Linked DNA regions of Alosa sapidissima: region 2 is linked to region 1. A link is a contact called in public Hi-C data. All regions are on one chromosome and are shown on one strand. Each heading gives the region's core, a stretch centred on a gene start, on an enhancer-like site or on the middle of the called end of the contact. The rest is flanking DNA. Distances are from core to core; before and after follow the strand shown. Region 1 holds the start of irx3a (iroquois-class homeodomain protein IRX-3a). Region 2 holds the start of irx5a (iroquois-class homeodomain protein IRX-5a).

The links. A called contact is a pair of places that touch in the nucleus more often than the background predicts.
Region 2: a Hi-C map of muscle shows a contact between it and region 1, with 15 times the contacts expected there. The contact joins the promoter of irx5a here to the promoter of irx3a in region 1. A contact is called at or near these places in 2 of 2 Hi-C or Micro-C datasets (both in muscle).

What each region holds. Positions count from the first base shown.
Region 1 is chr14:7,529,388-7,535,696 of fAloSap1.pri, reverse strand. irx3a (iroquois-class homeodomain protein IRX-3a) reads left to right here and starts at 2,747. Exons shown (of 4, transcript XM_042062338.1): 1 at 2,747-3,204; 2 at 3,830-4,853; 3 at 5,407-5,473; 4 at 5,822-6,164. The coding sequence starts at 2,992. The coding sequence ends at 5,876.
Region 2 is chr14:7,730,537-7,736,845 of fAloSap1.pri, reverse strand. irx5a (iroquois-class homeodomain protein IRX-5a) reads right to left here and starts at 3,680. Exons shown (of 3, transcript XM_042061319.1): 1 at 3,009-3,680; 2 at 1,594-1,999; 3 at 1-1,114. The coding sequence starts at 3,251. The coding sequence ends at 423. The region is part of intron 2 of LOC121681530 (a long non-coding RNA gene); the gene reads left to right.

The sequences.
Region 1 (6,309 bases), core at 1,498-3,997:
TGTTTGTTGAGGAAGTATGCTAGAAAATGTTATTTGAGCCACTTCGCCACTGAGCTATTGGTTCTCCATCCCCCATACTAACAACCTTAACACTAAGGGTCATTAATTGTGTTTTCTTTTCAAATATTTTGCTGCCACAATTAACTGATTTTGATCAGAAGACTCGTCTTAATGGATTCCATGTGTGATTGGGTATGTGTTACTTGTTTTCTGTCGCCTTGGCTGTATGGAAAAGATCTAAATGTGTAATTTGAAGAGCCTCCGTTTGAAGCCTTTGATCTCGCCTGTTTCTTTGGCATTTCATCATTTGCGAGGTGTCGCAGGCGTCTTGTGTATTGCACGAGGAACCCACTCTAAAGCAAAACGCCTATTCTAGTTTATTTTGATACTTGTTGGAGCATTTGTGTCACCTGCATAATTGCCCATAAAGGGATCTCCGAAGTCACCACTCTAGTCACAAGCTCTAGTCCACGTCTCCGGTCATGGTGGGGGTGGGGGGGCTGTTGTTATCCAGTGAGCATAACAAAATAAGTCATCAAACCACTTTGTTACGCATAGTCATATCAGAACGGCAAAGCCCAATTATATTATCATTTTATTTTTTAAAACCATTTAAGATGGTTTTCCTTAACAGAGGAACTGTTACCTTAGATAAACACAGCATTCAGCATCCACCGATATTCATAATAGCCTAGTTATATCACAACTACCATGGTAAAATTCGGTCATTTACAGCTGGCACAAAAGAGCTCTGCGCACCGGACATGTGGCGGGACAGGTTATCTGAAATGCTGTGTGTGGAGAGGAGGGAGCTGTCCTAATGCTTTTATGGCTGTGCCAGTTTCCCGGATCGGTGTGAAAGTGTTAAGTTAGTGCATGTGTGTGTGATTGGGGTAATAAATCAGAGCCAACCCTTGGGGCCCTGACAGGTCCCAGGGATGAGACACGTGTCCATCCGAACTCTGTGGGTTGAAGTGCGGATACCAACACACATACGGGTCGCCTGCCTCTGAATTCATTCGCATGCACAAGGCTGCCTCCTTACTGTGTGTCTTTGATTTATAATCCGACCTCGGTGCAAACTATCCGTTGCAGTGGTTCAAAGTGTGGATAAACAGCTACACATGAGTTTAGCTATAGCCTACGTTTTCCGTGCTTCATATAAACCACTTTCCTTGTCACACTATGCCCATGACAATTTATACTTTGGTCAACGACATTGTTTGAATTTCATCATAAGCAGAATGTTGTTACGAGTATTGTTGACTGCGTAGTGGTTATTATCGTGAGCTGTAGCGTGGATGGCACCACCTCAGAGCCGCTAATTAATAACCTCTAATCCTGGATTCTGTTCAAAGTCAAAATGGCAGAACGTTTATGAAAACAAAAATCCTAAGGTCTCTTCTTGGAACACAGATAGTCTAATAACATATGGTAGGTTATACTGAAATAATAGCCTGCATATCAGCTTTGGTAGGTATAAAACAATGATAACTATCAGTTGGAAAGAAGATTAAAGGTTCATACTTCTTGGAAACCTTAAAACCAGATCATATCCCCAAATCCAAACTGAAGTTGATGAGATCTTGATGTCAGTACCGAATTGCGACTTATCAAATATACTGAAAACGAGAAATTATTCAACTGTGTCGCTGTTTGGCAGACGATTAACAAACATATGACGATAGCAAGTCGAAAAATAATACGATTATGAATGTCCGTTACATATTTTCATATATTGATTCAGAGAATTTCAATTCTGATTATCTTGCTCTGTCTTAATCCGTATTAGCCCATGTACAAAAAGTCGAGGGGTTATATCAAATTCACCCAATAGACATTTGTGGGGTAATCTTTAAGGTTAATCGCCTGAAAAGATGTTTTCGAAGAACGCTAACCCTTACACGTGAATGCACAATATTTCACATTAGGTTGTCAACATGTGTGTACAACACTGATGAAAAATACCATGCTCCAAAAAAATAGGCTAATAATAATAATAATAATAATAATAACAATAATAATAATAATAATAATAATAATAATATGTTTATTGTTGCATAAAGCAATCAACACTCTCCAATCCACAACAATGTTTATTGTGTGAGGACGCTGTGAGTCCATGTGTTCACATAGGCGCTAATCACCGAGCTTGATTTCTTGTCAGCTTCCTCTTTGATGTCGGACTATACCAGAGAAACTGTTCGCAGTCTCACTTTAACAACGCTAATGGATTAAGAGTCGCGTGTAAATCGCGTGTATCTAATTTATGCAGAAATAAATTTGTTGCCCACCCCACTTAGGCTATTTGAATAATCTATGCTTAAAAGACGTAAAACTTTTCCGAATTTGACATTATTATAAAAAAATAGTAAAAACGTGTAGCAAATGAGTCGAGGCACTCACATGGGACATATGCACTTTCAAATGTAGACAAGACCTCCAGTAAACTAATGACTCCATAAGACTGAGATGTTTAGCAAGTTTGTGGATCGCCACAAATTGTGAATTAACGCTAAAATGGGGTAGGTCTAAACCGGTGAACAAATAACAAATGAAATGATTGGCGAGCCATAAAATGAGATTTGAAATCCATTCAAATAAGAGATCGCGACGTCAGTGCAGTTATCCAGACGAAATACAGGACAGAAAGCGAGAGAGAGAGAAAGAGAGAGAGAGAGAGAGACGCGCGAGAGGGTGTATGTGGGGTGAGACTTGAGAAATAGGAGGGGCTTCTGAACGACTAGAAATGTCAATCAGAGCAAGGAGTCCCAATAATCTAAGGCAATCTGTAAGGACCTGACCTTAGTCCATTCAGATCAATAGGGAAGTGAGGGAGGAAAGCGCAATCGGATCATTTACACTGGCTGTTTCAGAGGAAATATAGACTTCCCTTACACTTTGTACTCACTGTACAGTGGATATCTTAGAACGCACTAAGAGGGTGACTTCCCGTTTTTCGTGATTGCAGCACGCTTTTTCCCCGCGACAATGTCTTTCCCGCAGCTGGGATATCAGTACATCCGACCGATATACCCACAGGACCGTCAGGGGATCGCAAGCGCCCGACCCGGGACAGAGTTGAGCCCGTCCGGAGCTCTCTCCAACGTTCTCTCAACTATGTACGGATCACCTTTCGCTGCAGCGCAGGGCTATGGAGCCTTTCTTCCTTATTCTAATGATCTCTCCATTTTCAACCAGTTGGTAAGTTGCCGCTTCTTACTCTGGCAAAAGTCAACAATAGTAACTTTTGGGGGAAAAAACGAACTCATACTATGCCTTTTTTTAATAACTTTACGATGGTCCAATTGTGTAGCTATTAGTTTACATGAAGAAAGTTAACTTTTGTGGTGAAATTATTTTTGCGTAAGAGTGGTTAATATCAGAGATCTATCCTTACGCACTTGATCAGCAAATGACTACATTTCACTAGACTCTATTACCACTGCGATTTGATCCCAACCAATGTTGTTCGTATCTAAACATAAACACCAGCTTCGTATTGCCATGATCAGCAAAATTGCGGTGAGGACTGGAAACGGGACATTGTTTTCACAAAAACACTCATTTTAAGCATACGACAAGAAAATATTATATTAGATGGATGCTGTGACTTTACCATATTACTTTATTCCCGGGGGTAAAAAGTGACATGGGCTACTTTTGTCAGACTCGTCCTTAATCTTTCCAAACGCGAATCATTTATTTATTTAGACTAATTACAACGCTATTGTTTAAGTCTAAGATCATGCTTGGAGCTGAGTCAACTGTGAATCATTTATGTGCACTTTGTCTGAAGTCCCGTCTGGGTTTGCTCTTTGTGTTTTAGGGTGCTCAGTACGAGCTGAAAGACAGCCCAGGCATTCAGCACCCTGGCTTTGCTCACCACCCAGCCTTCTATCCGTACGGCCAGTATCAGTTTGGTGATCCATCCAGACCCAAAAATGCAACCAGGGAGAGCACCAGCACCCTGAAGGCCTGGCTGAGCGAGCACAGGAAAAACCCGTATCCTACTAAGGGGGAGAAGATCATGCTGGCCATCATCACCAAAATGACCCTCACTCAAGTGTCCACCTGGTTTGCCAACGCCAGGAGGAGGCTAAAGAAGGAAAACAAGATGACTTGGACCCCGAGGACCCGCACTGATGAAGAAGGAAATGTTTACAGCAGCGATCATGAGGGAGACGAGGGGGACAAGAGGGAAGACGAGGAAGAAATCGATTTAGAAAATATTGACACGGAAAATATCGAAAACAAGGATGATTTGGACGACCAGGACGAACTGAACGCCGATTTGAAAGACGGCAGAAGCGATTCGGAAATTTCGGACGGCTATGAGGATTTACAGGGGGCAGACCAAAGGTTTCTAAAATCTGTGGTGAAAGAGGGCAAGGAGATTCACGTGGAGCGGGATGATCACTTCCACCATCACCACCACCACCACCACTCATTTGAAATCAAAGCGCCACAGCCAAACGGCGACCAAATGAAACTGAACCCCGCGTCCACCAACTCGCCCCCGTCAGAAAACAACGCGGCCCCAGCCCAGAAACCAAAGATTTGGTCGCTGGCTGAGACAGCTACAACCCCGGACAATCCTAGAAAATCTCCACTAATGAATGGGAGCTCTGCTGGGCCTGCTGCCCAGACCATCATCGCTCCACACAGACTCATCTCATGCCCTGTTGGGAAAATCCAGAACTGGACAAATCGAGCTTTCTCAGCCCATCAGCTTGCGTTACTTAACTCAAACCATTACCTCGGACTGGCAAACCAAGCCACGGCGAACGGCCTAGCTCTGTACAGCAGACACGCGGAAGAGAAGAGTCATAATTCAGACTCAGCTGTTACAGGTACATGTCATCAACATTAGGATGTGGCTGAAACGGTTGCACATGTTTCAGATCAGAGATTGCTTCTCTAAAAAAAGACTCAGTTATTGACTGCTACACACATGTAGAAACAACACTTGTTTAAAATCTTCAATTCAATTCAACATTGAATCACACGAGGAACACCAGTAAATAGCCTATTTCTGATTTTTAAAGCGGTGTTTAAAATATGTGTTTAAAAAAAAGCTGACAGAGAAATCTTCAGTGTCTTCTGAAAAGTGAAAGACAAAGAGAAAGGAGGCCTGTAATTCTGAGCTGTAGGCCTTTATCACGTCTCCCACAAACTATTGCAAGTGTTTTGTTTTATTTTATTATTATTTTTTATATGTGTTCATATTTTGAAACTGTATCTAGTAGGCCTAATATCCCCTAATTTTAAGGGGTAGGCTTTTGTAGTACTTATCTAATATTACAGACTGGTATTTCAGCGAAAATAATAACAATTGCGTACTTTTAGATTTAGCTAGACATTACAATTAATGTCTTTCTCTTTGCTTTACTACTATAATTTCAGAAAGATCTAGTGCCTTGGAAGCAGAGAAAAAGTTGTTAAAAACAGCCTTCCATCCAGTTCAAAGACGGTAAGACCAGAGTCACCATGCTTAATTGAGTTTCCATTATTTACCAGTGAATTTATTTATTGTCTTTCTCACTGTTCATAGTTTATCGACATATAAAATTAGGGCCTAAAATAGGTGCAGTCAGTTTTGTACGCTGTATCAATCTGTGACCTTAAACGTCATTTCACTTTTTTGTTGTCGTGCAAATCAAGTCAGTTTTTCATTAGGTCATAAAACAAAAATGCGTCAATTGGAAATAATTACTATAGTTGAAAACCGACGCTGCAATTCAAATTGTAATTTTCTTTCCTGAATCTCAAAACGAAGATTTTTTTTACATATTTCTACTCTATTTTCTGTATATTGCAGGCCTCAGAACCAACTCGAAGCGGCGATGGTTCTATCCGCGCTCTCCTCCTCGTAGGGTCTCTTGTGATTTTTCTATTTCCTTTGAATCTGTTGTAAGGAATGTAAAATAAGAATATTACATCTCTGTATACTTACCTTGTAAGCATGTCCAGTGTAAAACTGCTAATGTTATAATGTATGAACATGTAGTCTGTGAGTTTTTCCTTTTTTTCTTTTTGTAAGTTCTGTGAGGATTTGATGTTGAAATGTTTTGTATATAACGTAAAGAAAATGTACATACTTGTGAACCAAATTGTACAAGAAAGTCTATATTTTGGCTAATAAATGAACTGCTGCAACTTTACAACTATAGATGTGTTTTTCATGCAGTGGTTTTCCCAAAATTATTTGGTGCTCTGAAAAGTGAGAAATTCTTATGCTGGCAGTGAATGAGAGAAAGGTCTTCATTGGAAGAAAGTTGAGGACAGGTTATTCTCTGAGCTATGGTA
Region 2 (6,309 bases), core at 2,431-4,930, 200 kb before region 1:
ACAGAGTGCAAGTTCAATGCACGCTTGATGTTTTCTCTAGAATGTATCTTGTCTGAGTCTGAGGTACTGTAGACAATGAATAATATTCTCCCCAAAGCAATCGCTGCACACGTGTATTTTTTTTTCATAATTTACTTCAAAGATAGTGTATTGTCCATTTTAAATACAAAAATGCTACATTAAATATACATTAGTCTTTAATACAAATAGACTCAGGCGGCTGCAGCGATTAAGACAATTCTTAGTTGTTACATCTTTTGGATTAACCATTCAGAAACTAAGATTTGAGGGTAAGCATTTACTGAGAAAATAACTGTCCTCAGAATTTTCTTTAACAGTATAATTATTTCTTGCTTCTCCTTTTTTATGCAACCACAAATAATAATAAATAATAGTCCGGGTGACTGGGGAGTAATCCAGTATTAAATGTTTGACATACCTTTCTTTAGTTCATAAGGGGAGTCTTTACAAAGATCTACCTGTGTTTGGCTTCTGAGTTTGCTCTCTCTTACCAGAGCCTCGGCCCTGTTTAATACAGTCTGGTTTAATCCATTGAAGTGTGGCGTAGAGCCCGTGTTGGATCCGTGATTGCTGTGAAGATGTCCAAAAGTGCCATAGTTCGTATAACCGGGGTAAAAGGGGGAGGTGTAGTAGATGGGCCTGGAGAGAACCGTGCTATTTGGGAGGGGACATTGGGATGATGATCGAGATGGCGACGCAGCGTTGGTCGCGATTACTGTGCTTTGACCCATCACCGTGGCCTGCGGGCCCTCGCTGCTGCCTTTACACCTGTCTGAGGATGTCGCGATCTCGGCTAGAGACCAAAGTTTCGGTTTGGGGGCTGACGGGGGCGAATGGATAACAGACGTCACGTTGCTGTTCACTGTGCTCGGTGCGTGGCCCAAATCTGACTGCTTCTCTTGCGCAATGATCTCATTCCCCCGAGGCACAGTAGACGGGGAGGAGGTGGTGGGCTTAGCCGACTCGGGCAGCAGTTCCGTCCGGTCCTCTGACTCTTTTAATTCCGTGTTGGTTAAAAGAGGATCCATTTCCTTCACATGACTTTCATCTTTGAATCTGTCGCAAATGTCCCCTGGGTTTATCAGTTTATTGTCTGCAAAAACACAAACAAATAGAAAGTGTTAAAATTGTAAAATTCTGCACGTTTTGACATGCATGTTTGATGTATTGAAAATAACATCTGAAAAACAAACAAAGCAAAGCAAAAAAAAAAAAAAAACTCTGGCATAGGGCTATTATTTCATATAAATCATATCAATAAAGAGAAAAAGGACCGTAAAATAAGTAAACAATGTGATATGGGTTATAATGGCAATAAAGCAATCATGATAATACTGGAGGCATAATGCAAAGATTGTGGCCTCATTATTCAGCCCAAGATAAATGGACTGCAAACACTATACGTCACCAGCAATTCTCAGCCCACAAGAAGTCAAATTAGGGGAGTTCAAGGTGATTATTATTTAAAGCAATTGTCCCATTATAAATAATATACCACCATTAACCAGCAATCAATTTTGCGCCCTGAGTGGAAACGACTGCGATGAAAAATTGATGATTTTTTCTACACACCCGACTCAGTATCTGTCGAGTCTCCCTTGTCTGAAGGCTTGTTAGGCTCGTCGTCGTCGTTTTTCTCCAGATCAATGTTCTCATCCTCTTCCTCGTCCTCGCTCCGGTTCCGAGGTGTCCAGGTCATCTTGTTTTCTTTCTTTAGCCTCCTCCTGGCGTTGGCGAACCAGGTGGACACTTGAGTGAGGGTCATTTTGGTGATAATGGCCAGCATGATCTTTTCACCCTTGGTGGGGTACGGGTTTTTCCGGTGCTCGTTAAGCCACGCTTTGAGTGTGGCAGTGGCATCCCGAGTCGCGTTCTTTCGGTAAGCAGGGTCACCATACGGATAGGAACCCAAGGGAGCAGCGTACGGGTGATAGCCTATCGAACCAGCCATGCCGGAGGTGTGATCGTAGGGCGAACTCTAGAATAGAAAATATTTTTTTTCAGCTTAAATCGCCATTTCTAAAATAGGAGAAGGCAGTGTACACTTTGACATGACCCTGTGTTTCCCTACAATACAAACTCTTACACTCACCACACACACACACACGCGCACGCACACACACACACACACACACACACACACACACACACACACACACACACACCACACCACACCACACCACACACACACACACACACACACACAGGTTGCATGCAAAGTAAACAAAATATATGCAAGCATGATCACAGCAGGTATGAATTGGATAAAACATTTTTATCCAGGCTTAAATCATAATGCAATTTTATGACACATGGGTTTGAGATTTGTAGGCCTATTTTTAACAATACATATGATGATTTTATATTGTCATAAGTTAAGCATTAACTATTTTTTTTTACTTGAGCAAAATATTAACAGTAAAATTCACTATGAACAGAATAATCTATTTCTAGCTTAGACGTTCTTTAAATTGATACACGTATGTTTTCCCAGATGTTGGGATAAGTGAGTAAAAATGTATTTGCATGAGGTCAAAACAAATATGTATTTTCCTTTAGAATTAACTGAAAACATGAACGCACTGGGCATGGTCCTGTGGTTCCTATTAACCTTTACTGGTCGCTTTCTTGCGGTGATTAATAATAACACAAAATGTGCGTATGTCGTTTACAGCAGACAAGGTGCATTATGCAAAAATGCAAGGATTCAACAAAGATCTCACTGAAGTTTGTAGTTTTGCTATATCATTGATATCAATTTATCAATACTAATTAATTATTTGTGTCAAATCCTTACTCGTAGTCTCTGTAGAACACACGCATTGAGCAAAACACAATGCTATATGGGGGAGATGACAATATTTAGACGACATGTTCGCTATTCTTCTACCTAAATCGCAAACACATTCGGATAACAAAAACCATGACAAAGTTTTTCATACTTTTTGTTGTCCAAATGATCAAACTGATCGTTCTACCACACTCACCACATATGAAGTAAAGGTGGCAGCCGCCGCTGCGTCTGCACTGTACGGCAGATGGGAATTGTAGCCAGGCGAAGCGGTGGTAAACGCAGTAGATCCGGCATAAGGAGCAAAAGCAGACCCCGAGGATGATCTTCCAAGTTCCTCCGTTCGGGGTCCCGAAATCACGCTGGTACTGTACGCCGGACACGAATACAGTGCCAGGGAAGCGGATGGCTGATACAAGTAACCCTGAGGATACGCCATCGTGAAACCCCGAAAAAAAAGCCACTAACTTGCGCACTTTCCCTTCTATTCTCACATGCACTCTCCGTGCTCAGTCATAGAGTCTTGAATCAACAGACTCACGTCTGTCCCCTTTCGATGTGATTGCAGTTTAAAATGAGAATACCAACGAGCACATAAGACTTTAAACGTGTTAACTGGTCGTTGTCAGCAGTTCGGCTGGTCGCTTGTGTTTGCTTTCGCTTTTTTGGTCTTGGTCCCTTTTTCCTTCTAGCTCACTTGCTGTCTCGCTCTCTCGTGCCGTGCAGAAGTTTTTTGCCTTCAGATGGGGGCTTTGCTTGGGAAAATGTCCTGCCAGGATGCTAAGTTGGAAATTGAGGATTCTGACGCCTACTACGTGCTTCACGCTCCTCCTCTTGGGGTGTAGTCATCGAAGGAAAAGGCAAGCTTATGCGGGGCTACCACAGCCCTGCCTAAATCGATTCTCTCTCTCTCTCTCTCCCTCTCTCTCCACCCTATTTTTTCTTCTAACAAGCCTCATTGCTTTAGACTCAAGTGCGCCAGCCCCTGGATGTCGATCTCATGCGAGTCAGTAGATCAACTCCAACTTTCCTCATTTTCTAAATACATGAAGCCGTCACTTTCACACTTGATTAATAACAAATGGGCTGTTGTCTGCCAGGACGCGCTTGCCAAATACGAGAGGAAAAACCGCTCCATGTACAACATGATGGTTCGTCGTCTTGCAGGTTTTTACTGCGTACATGCGCTCATTTTGTCATTATTTTAAAACACGCATTTCATAAATATATACTTATAATTAATCTGTCGACTTTTATATTGTGTGATTTTTTGGTACCTTACCAAATAATGTGCTATTATAGAATCGTGTTATTTGTTCTCGACATTCTTGGAAATCGCTAAGTGGGAAGCTTGTGACCATTTACCAAGCAAAGACAAAATGTGCGAGCAGGCCTTTAAAAAGACGACAGAAAGCAACAGTGGTTCAACAATGATTACTTCTGGTTATTCCATGTAAGTGGGACTGAATGTAAACTACTTTAACTCATACGAAATACCAGTAACTTCCTACAGGTGTTAAGTAGTAGGCTATACGTTTGCTCGGCCATTTTCAAGGAAGAAGACGGGGGAAATAGGCAGCCTTCCCCCCCATTTCAACCCCAGATCCCTAAACACTGACAGATTAGGACCACATGGAACACGCCAAATCCACGTGGACCAGTGGTTGTAATCTCTTATCATCCCAACAGATATATTTCTCGACTGGAATATAGCCTATATATCCACTTATCTAATTCAGTGCGACATATCCTGTTTTATTATTTGATATTCCTTCAGCGGTCTGGTCGTATGGTATACCCAGCAACAACAAAAGTACCAACACCATTATTATTAATAATAATATTATTATTGCTAATCGTTTTTTAATAAATTATGTTATTATTGTATTGTACAAGTAGCTTGACTCTTTTTCATGTTTAGGTTTATCTTTTAGGTTATGACAGTGAATGTAATTTCCTAAAATTAATAAAAGTATCTTGTTGCATATACATCAGCCCACAGACCGGCTGGTGTAGATCTGTTAAAACACTAATCACATATTACAGTTCATCCTCCTGTGACAGAGGTAATGTGAATATTTATTGAGTCCAAGTTTCCATGAATACACACATATTCTAGTTCTATCTCCAGGATGATTTTTTCCTCGCGTTGGGTAGTTCAAGTCTCTGGTAAGCCGAAAGGGATCGCTGTAGGCGCTGCTAAAAACTCTGTGTGTGCACATGGTCACGTGTTGTGACGCTAAGAGAGCCCCTTGATAGGGAAGAATAATGACGCTGCTCCACACTGGGCCAATGCAGAGTCTGGAAAGTGAAAAAAGCCAATAGGCTACATGAAGAAATAATAATGATGGTGACAATGACACTACAAGCCCTACTTTTGCTCAAAGTCTGTAAGCTGCAATTGACAAGTAATGCTTTTATTTTCTAAAATTGCACCAGTTCTAATTAGCTGGCCAAGACATTGACAATTGTAGCATCAGTAAATCTAATAGTAACCAGAGACCAAAGTCCCATCATGATCATATTATCAGCATCATTATTATCGGCTGTAGGTAATGTTGAATAAACAGCAGCAAGCTCGCAATAGCCGGAACACATTTTCAACAGACTGAGTAGTCTAATATTTATTAATTCCTAAAATAGCGCAGCAAATGACAGCCTTTTTCGTCCATGGATTAACTAACATTCTGTCCATCAATGGCTAATTAGGCTATGATTGCTATTCTTTCTATAGGACGCTGTAAACGTTAGGTGCCCCGGCGCGGTTTACTATAGTTTCGAGGGATACCTTAAGGGAAAAGGATTTCACTGACGTCAATACTCATTGATAGTCTATTATTGGCAATAATGATTTCCTCGTCACCGATTGTGCATGATCGGGGAAGTATTGGGCAAGTGTAGCGGGAGGTGAATTAAATCGCATGGAATGGGACAAACGGAGAGGACTGCTCTCCACTCACACTTTGACGGAGAAGGTAAGAAGACCATAGCACTTCATCTCTTTTGACGGAAAACTTTGCGTCGAAAACCGGGTAGGCTACTTTCTTCTATAAAATGTGCAGCAGTGACGATATTAGCTGACGAATAAATGACCTTACTGCATGGCTATTGTGCATTGCTTATAGCTTATAACTTATACGCTTAAATGCATAGGGTCGCGTCTATAGATTTTACTTCAAATTTTCTAAAATGCACAGCAAAATAAGTATTATCAATGTTACTGTAAGTTGTAGGATAGAACATGCAAATCATGAAAATTAAAAAGTTGCCTTTTAAAATCCCAAACACTAACACCGAAAATGAACGTCTTTGTTAAACTCACATGAAATCATAAGAGGTTTCTTTGATTCTGTTACCCTTTACAAAGACTTCAGACAAACTAGTGTTTAGGTAGCACACAACCTGACCTCAGCAAATACTATCTTTCCTTTTGAGAATGGAGGAAGAGCCTAGAGCAGCATCTAGTGACAGACCATGTGTTGTGGTGCTTCTCTTTC